2 separate regions of the Muntiacus reevesi genome follow, and region 1 is linked to region 2. A link is a contact called in public Hi-C data. All regions are on one chromosome and are shown on one strand. The core of a region is the stretch at or near the end of the contact, and the rest is flanking DNA. Distances in the headings are between cores, read along the strand shown.

Region 1 (3,698 bases), core at 518-3,017, 160 kb after region 2:
AGAGCGCGCTATCTCCTTCGAATGCCTAGCCCCACCTCCAGCACAAAGCCCCGCCCCGGATTAGAAGTCTCCCCGCCCCCGCACACCTGGCCCCACCCCTTAATCCCTCAATTGCCCGGGCCTTCGAACAAGTCTTCCCACCGGAAAACAAGCGAGCAGTTCTGCCAGTCGAAAGGGAAGTAGGTGACCTCCACGGCGCAGGTGCTGCGGTAGATAGCCGGGGGCAACCAGCTCACGTAGCCGCCCTCGGAGACCAGCACATTGGCCTCGTAGGCCACCCCGAACTGGCCGTCGATACTGTGGGCTCCAGGAAACTGAGAGTTGGCCCAGATCTGCGGCTCCCTCGCCCCCCGAGCAACACCCCTGCCCCAACCAGGTCCAGCCTAACCCCCACCCCTCCTCAGACCTCGGCTTCGCTCCAGTCTGGCCCGGTCCTCACTTGTTTTCCAGCACAATCTCTGGCAACCATACGAGTTCCGAAGGGACCCGCAGGGTTTCTACGCCCCCAAAGTCGCCCTTGCTGTAGTTGAGTCGGTAATCTTGCCAGTCCTAGGGGCGGGGGAGGGGACGGAAGGACGTGTGCCCCGCTGCCTGTGAGGCGTTTGGGAGAAAAGGGTCCCCTAGACCAGATCTCTCACTGTTCCCCAGCCTCGACTCACGATTCCAATCCAGACGCTGGTGGTGAGGGTCTCCTCTTTCTCGTTCTGCGGGTGGGAGATGAAGATGATGGGGGAGAGCTTTAGGAGAGAGTTGAGCGCTTGGGGCCAGAAGTGGGATTTTAGGCTCCCAGATGGCGCTCGGGTGCAGGTGCCGGTATCTTACCAGGGAGATGAGGTTGGTCAGGGTGACTTTGAGGGAGATGGTGACAATGTCCTCGGGCTCCTGCACTGGCCGGCGTCCTGGGTCATAGTTGTCGAAGAGGTAGTGGTAAAGGCGCAGCTCCTCGTTCTTCCCCTGACCTCTGCCTGGGGATGGGGCCAAGCAGCAGGGTCAGGACATGGAGAGGCTGAGCAGCCGCTCTGCTCTGCCTCCGGGTCTACAGGTCTCCGCTTCTCTGATTGTCTCTGAGGCTGTGTATTTTCCCATGCCTGTCTCCTGAACCAGTGATATTGTGCCTGGGGACCAAATATGTCTGTCTACGTCTCAGTCGGTCTTTGTCCGGTCCCTTTATGTCCATGTCCTGTGTGTGTGTGTCCCACCTCTTCCCCCGACCCTGGCCCATACCAAGAAGCGGCAAGAGGAGCAGGGCGCAGAGCAGAGCCGCTGCCATTCCACTGTCTGGTCCCCCAGGTTATTCTGAGCTCTGGCAGGCTCGGACAGGGGCAGGCCAGGGTGTGTGAGTGAGGGGGAGGAGGGTGTTAGTTCCGGGCTCTGACTACCCCTGCTGCCGCCAGGGACATCTTGGCTGCTTCCAGAGGCAGCTGCCCCATCCTGAGTTCCCTGCCCCCACCCCATCCCAGCCTTCTCTGCCTGGGCTTCAGCCAGCTGTCCAGCCCCAGCCCCGATCCTCTCATGACTGGAGCAGGCCCGATGCTGGTGGGCAGGTCCTTTAAGAACACCTGGAACCACAAACCTGGCAGAGGGGGTGTGGAAGGTCCTGCTTTCAGCACTGCACTGGTGTCCTCTGAGTCAGCTGCCCTGCACAGGTGACATCCCTTGCCTGCTACACTCAGTACTACCCATAGCCCAACCAAGGTCACACAAATGCAGTTTCCGCCGTCAGAGTTTGGCAAAAGCAGAGTGTCCATAAAGATCCGGTAATGAGACAGGCAGCCACAGGGGATTAGCCTGCAATAACAAACTCTACATGGCAAAAGAGATGGTGCCACAGAACAGGGCCCACCTCCTCCCAGAGCCAGTCCCAGTGTCTGCCCACCTGCAGCTCTGTCTGGGTGGGCACCTGCAGAGATCCCTGTTTCTCATCTCTCTGTTGCCACCTTGTGGCCACATCTGAAAGTTACTGTCTGCCCCACCTCCTTCAAAACTCACCTTTCAGTCTTTCCTAAATCTCCTTGGACCACCCTAAGCAATCACTGGGGATGCTTGTTTCAAATGCAGTTTCCTAGGCTCCATCCCCAAAGAATCCCAGTTTAGTAAGATGACACAGAGGAGGGGCCAGGAATCTGCTTTAAGAAATTTCCCGTGTGTTTCCTTATGGGGTAAGAAGCACTCTTTACACTTACATGTTCTTCCTCACACCAGTCCACCAAAGCAGTTGCCATTGTCCTAAACGTATCAAGAGGACTCCAGGTCAGGTCCAAGGTCATGTTACTGAGTCCAAGCTCCTGCTGCTTGCCACATGACAGGCCAATAAATCGAGAGACAAGTTGTTGGGCAACTTTATTTGGAACGCCAACAGATGAAGACAGTGGACTAGTGTCTCTATGAACCATTTTCTCTGAATCAGAAGTCAGGTTTCTCTTCTATTTAAGTTGGGGAGAGGGCGGGTGGCCAAGTCCTGGTTCCAGCCAGACTCTATAGGGGATGTGTTAAATTTCCTTCCTGCAGCCACTTAGCTGTGGGCCTGGTCACGATGTTTCCAGTGAGCTAAACAAAGGTATTTTAGCTTAATGCTCATTACCTAACAGACAGAGTTCCCAGAGATGGGCCATTATGTATAATTTAAGCTTATAGGCAATGTTTCTTTAGTGATTAACATAATAGAACACAAAAGGTTCTTCCTTATTACAGTCCCCCACAGTCAGTGGGGGATAACGTGCAAGGCAAATTGCTCTGCCAGGGAGTGGCGTCTGACCCAAACTGGGTTCCCTGCTGAGTCTTAGCTGTTGATACCAGACCAGGTCCCTGTGCCCCAGAAACTAACAGAGGATTTTCTAATTGATCCCTATAAGGAAAAGGAGCCAGTCTGACCACTTTCTGAGCCCCAGAGTCAGGAATTAGAATTGGGGCCAAATAGGAGCAAGAGATGGCGGAAGGGGTGTATATAGTGGCATAACAGTGAAGCAGCTGGGACAGCCAGCTGGACCGAAGGTTGGAGCAACATTTCCTCACCCTGCCCTTGGGTTTTCTTCTTTTTTAAAAAATATTTATTTGGCTGCACCGAGTCTTAGTTGGGGCATTCAAACTCTTAGTTGCAGCATGTGGGATCTAGCATCCTGGCCAGGGATCGAGCGTGAGGCCCCTGCATTGGGAGCACCGAGTCTTAGCTACTGAACCACAGGGAAGTCCCACCCTTGGGTTTCTGACATGACTTAGTAACTTAACAACAACAACAACTGTCTGACATTTCCCACCCTGATGCAGTAGCACAAGAGCTTGCATATAAGAGGAATGGAGCGGGTTGCCATTTCCTTCTCCAGGGGATCTTCCTGACCCGGGGATCGAACCCAGGTCTCCTGCATTGGCAGGGAAATTCTTTACCACTGAGCCACACAACATAAGAGGATTTCATCATTTTCCCCTGCTTTTTCACAGAATAACTATGGAGCCATTCAAAAACTGCTACAAAACCATATAGCAGGTGGTCATCTCTAACCATGCAAAGGATGCTTTTTTGCCTTAGCATCAACCAACCAGACTGAATTCTGGGGCGGGGCTTTTGTTGATTTTTAGGAACCAAATGGAATCTTTCTCTTCCCCCTGGGAATGTCCCACTTATAGACAAGAACAGACTTTTTCTATTCCTTTCCTCCATTCGACATCAGTAGAAGTTTCAAATATCATAAAACTGATTTGGC
Region 2 (4,184 bases), core at 385-2,884:
TGGGAAAACAGATGGAAGAAGAATACCTTAGCTTCTTAAGTCCAGAAATGTCCATCATTCATCATCCTCCCCCAGTCTGCTCAATTTGGCCTAGAAATGACTCTTCAGCCTGGTCCCCCTTCTCCCTTCCATTCTATTGTTCATCTTCTCTCCTTGATTAGTTTCAGTCTATGACAGTTGTGCCCCACTCCCTTCACCCTCCACACTGCCCGGAATTATCTTCCTAAAGGAGAAGTCTCATCATGCCACTCCACTCCTTGCCTTAAAGAGCAGATCCACTACTGGATCCACGTGTCTTCCTCCAGGGGAGGCTCCTGGTTCATTTCTTTAGCTGCTGAGCTGCTCCTGCTCAGTCATTACCGTCTCTTTTGTGACCTCATGGACTGTAGCCTGCCAGGCTCCTCTGTTTATGGGATTTTTCCAGGCAAGAATACTGGAGTGGGTTGTCATTTCCTACTCCAGGGGATCTTCCCGACCCAGGGATCGAACCCGCATCTCCTGCATTGGTAAGTGGATTCTTTGCCACTCCATCACCTGGGAAGCCTCATTCCTTTACCTGCTATACAAAATCATTCACACCCTGTTCCAGTCATCCTCTTCAGCCTTCTCTCTCCTGCCCTCTACCCCCACAAGCACCTCATAATAGGATGTGCCTTGCCTTTCTCTCTCTTTGGCATACCCTTTCCCAACTTCTGCCCACCCTTCAGAAAGATTATCCTCAAATGTCCCCTCCTCTGGACAGCCTGCACTGACTCCATCCCTCCCCCAGCCAAGCTCTGGGAGTCACTTTGTCTTCTGAGTCATACCTCTATTATAGCATTCCTGGAATCATAATACCTCTTCATATGTCTCCTCAACCATACGAGGAAGGCAGGGGCGATGTTAATTCATGTCTGTCTTCCCATTGCCTAGTATAGTGATTAGCACAAAACAGACATGGATAGATGGATGGATGCATGAATGGATGTTAACTTCGATGAATGGATGGAGAAGAGTAGTAAGAGAATTTAGGAGAAGTAACCCTGAGAAGATCAAAGAGAGACACCAGAGGGAGCTGACACACCACAATAAAGAAGTGGGCGGGAGGGCCAAAGAAGGCTACAAGCTCTGGGGTGAGCGGCGCGCGATAGGCGAGCGTCACGCAACTGGAACCGCTCACGCACCTGTGCATCCCCTTATCCTCCTTCCTAGACTGCGTTCGAGCTCACCCACCGCCCCCAGCATCCCCGCAGCCTCCAACGCCACTGAGAAAGCAAACAAAGGGGAGGGAACCCCTGCAGGGTGCTGGATGCAGGGAGCCAATCAGAATGCTTTAATCTCCTGGAAGGCGGGCGCCTTCTTTTGAGGGGGCCCAATCAGTTCCTAAGCGGGTGCGGAGGGGCGGAGAGATGGGCGGGAGGAGCAGTGTGTAGAGACCGCGCGCGCCGGGGAGGGATTCCTTGGCAGGGGTGGGGATGGAGGGCGGAGGGGGCCGGGCGGAGCCAATCACCGCGCGTGCCTGTGAGAAGAGGGCGGGCAGCGCCGTGGCGCGCGCGATCCGGGCTGACGCATCTGGCCCCGGTTCCCCAGGATCCAAGTTGGGAGGGGGGGAGAAGAGGCGGGGGTAGTGGAGAGAGCGCGGGGGCGCGCGTGCGCAGTGGCGCGGGGAGGAGCAGGGACCTGGCAGAGGGCTAGAAGGCTGTGAGCTCTCCGCGAACCGGGCGGGCGGCGGGCGCGCGCACGATGGGGGAGAAACCCGGGACCAGGTAAGAGAGGTGGGGCCATTCGGCGGGACGTGGGCGGCGGCACCGGGCGGGTGCCGGGACGGTACCCAGACAGGAACACCAGGGAGAGAATTCGGGGGCCGGACGCCTGGGTCCGTAGGGGACAGCCATCCGGGGCCGCACGCCTAGGTTCTCGAGGATAATGAGGGGAAGGCATGCCACAGCCCCTGCAGAAAGCGAGGGCTGAAGATCAAGAAACCTGCATCGGGGTTCTCGCAGAGATGTGGGGGGCCGGACGACTGGGTTCTCCGGTGCAGCCTGCGTTGCAGGGGCGGAGGAAGGAGCAGGTGGCCGGCCCGGAGGGGACGGGTGTGGGCAGGCTAGATGCCAGGGGCAGGATCCCCCCCCAAGACTCGTGCCCAGCCACTTGAAAGCCTCCTATCCAATACCCCACAGGCAGTCGGGCTGCCCCCACCGGTCCCAAGGGCCGGGTGGCTCTGCTTCCAAACTTCTCCTTTCCCCGGGGTTGCTAGGAGCAACAGCTTCATTTTGGGGGAGCAAAGAGTGCTTGGCGACCCTCCCCAATTCTGGGCCTTATCCCTATTCCCGGGGGTGAGGGGAGGCTGTATCTGCCCAGGGCACGCCATCCACTCCCCGGATGTTTTCTGTGCAATCGAGGCTCTTTCCTTCCACTGACACCCCGAGTTCTCTTTTTTGGTCTCTAGCAAAATCCACTTCCTGTTGTGACCCAACACCTCCGGGGGTGAATGCCTGAGTCTCTGGGGAGCAGGAACAAAAGAGGAAAAAGATTGGGGCTATTTGCTTCTCTCCAGAGAGGATCAGGAATGGGCCCCTGGTTCTGAGCTGTCACTTGTTCTGCAAAACATTTTACCAGCCCCACAGCTCCCCACCCATAGAGTAGGAAATCACAGGTTCCTGAGCACCCAGTCGACTGATACTGGAGAGGTGATCAGAGGGACGACTGGTGTCCTGGATTAGGGGTTAAACACAGCAAAAGGGGAAGTCGCTGACTTGAGGGAGGCCCCAGATTTCCGTTATGTGGTTCAGGGAGGGGGACGGATGGACCACACGGGGACTGCTGACTTGGCACAATTCCTCCCACCTCCATCAAATTCTGGGCCACAGGAAATGGAGAGAATAGCAGGAAGTGTGAAGGGGCATCTGCTTCTGCCGCCCCCCTCTCCCCCCACCTGCCGGGCACCTCTCAGGTCACCCGACACTCCGCCTTCTTGGCCAGCTTCAGTATACACATGCTTGCTCCTCCCTAGCCGGCAGGAGGCTGGCTGGGTTAGGATCCAAAGGGCAGGTGCCCTGCAACTGCTTCAGGGCAATTACTCCAGAACCACACTCCAGTTGTCCAACGGACTGTGGCTGTCCCAACCCTCTGCCAAGGACTCCTGATGGGAAGAAACACTGGGACAAAAAGGAAAACCAGAAGCAAGGGGGAGGGAGAGCTGAAGGCTGCCACAGCAGTCAGCCCCCAGGTGGGGACAAGAGATAGGGTGCTTATCCTAGTTCCCACCACACCAGTGTCTGCCCTCCTTTACTGGATGGGGGCACCTGGGGGCCTCTGTACCCTATGCCTTATGGTCTCTGGATAACTTGGCATTCTGGGAAGAAGGGGCATGTGACGTTGTTACAGTGGATGGGCCAGGTGGCAGGATTTCAGTTTCTACTACCTGGGGACCCTTCCCGGGTATCACTGCTGAGGCAGAGTGGATTGGTAGGAGTGAGGTGGGGCAGGAGAGAACAGGCCCACAAGTGTCCAGGGCACAGGGGTTGCCAGACATCTCCCTATCCTCCCAGCAGTGGGTGGAGTCCAGGCTTAGACCATTTCAGCAACCAGAAAGCAAACTGTCCTTCACTCCAACAAACATAATGCCAAGAACAGAGGCAGGATAGTACAATCATTTAGTGATGAAGAGCCAGAGTACCTCTGTCTGTACCCGAATTCCACCATTTACACTCTCCGTGACCTCAGGCAAAATACTTGACCTCTCCTGGGCTTCAGTTTCCTCACCTGTAAAATAGGAATATTAGGACCTCCATTACTGGATTGCTAAGAGTATTAAATGAAATTAACACACCTGAAACACTTGCAACACTATAGGGCATGAACCATTCACCCAATAAATGTTAGGCAGTATCATGGTGTCTGGCTTATGGCTGGGGACATCTAAATCAATAAGGCCTCTGTTGCCCACAGTCTAGTGAAATAGATGATACACAGCTAACTGCACGTTATCACACTACATGTGTGCTAAGTCACTCAGTCGTGTCCAGTTCTTTGTGACCCCACGGACTGCAGCCCACCTGGTTCCTCTGTCCATGGGATTCTCCAGGCAAGAATACTGGAGTGGGTTGCCATGCCCTCCTCCAGGGTATCATCCCAACCCAGGGATCGAACCCTTGTCTCTTATGTCTCCTGCATTGGTAGGCGGGTTCTTGACCACTAGCACC

What was found. A called contact is a pair of places that touch in the nucleus more often than the background predicts.
Region 1: a contact with region 2 is called in a Hi-C map of muscle, with 6 times the contacts expected there. The contact joins the promoter of CHRNE here to the promoter of ARRB2 in region 2. A contact is called at or near these places in 2 of 3 Hi-C or Micro-C datasets (blood and muscle).

Annotation. Positions count from the first base shown.
Region 1 is chr18:35,458,752-35,462,449 of mMunRee1.1, forward strand. CHRNE (cholinergic receptor nicotinic epsilon subunit) reads right to left here and starts at 1,768. Exons shown (of 12, transcript XM_065909231.1): 1 at 1,574-1,768; 2 at 823-965; 3 at 660-704; 4 at 440-549; 5 at 142-297. The coding sequence starts at 1,748.
Region 2 is chr18:35,301,057-35,305,240 of mMunRee1.1, forward strand. It overlaps ARRB2 (arrestin beta 2), which reads left to right and starts at 1,635. Exons shown (of 15, transcript XM_065909749.1): 1 at 1,635-1,745. The coding sequence starts at 1,723. It overlaps PELP1 (proline, glutamate and leucine rich protein 1), which reads right to left. Exons shown (of 19, transcript XM_065909741.1): 3 at 3,659-3,744.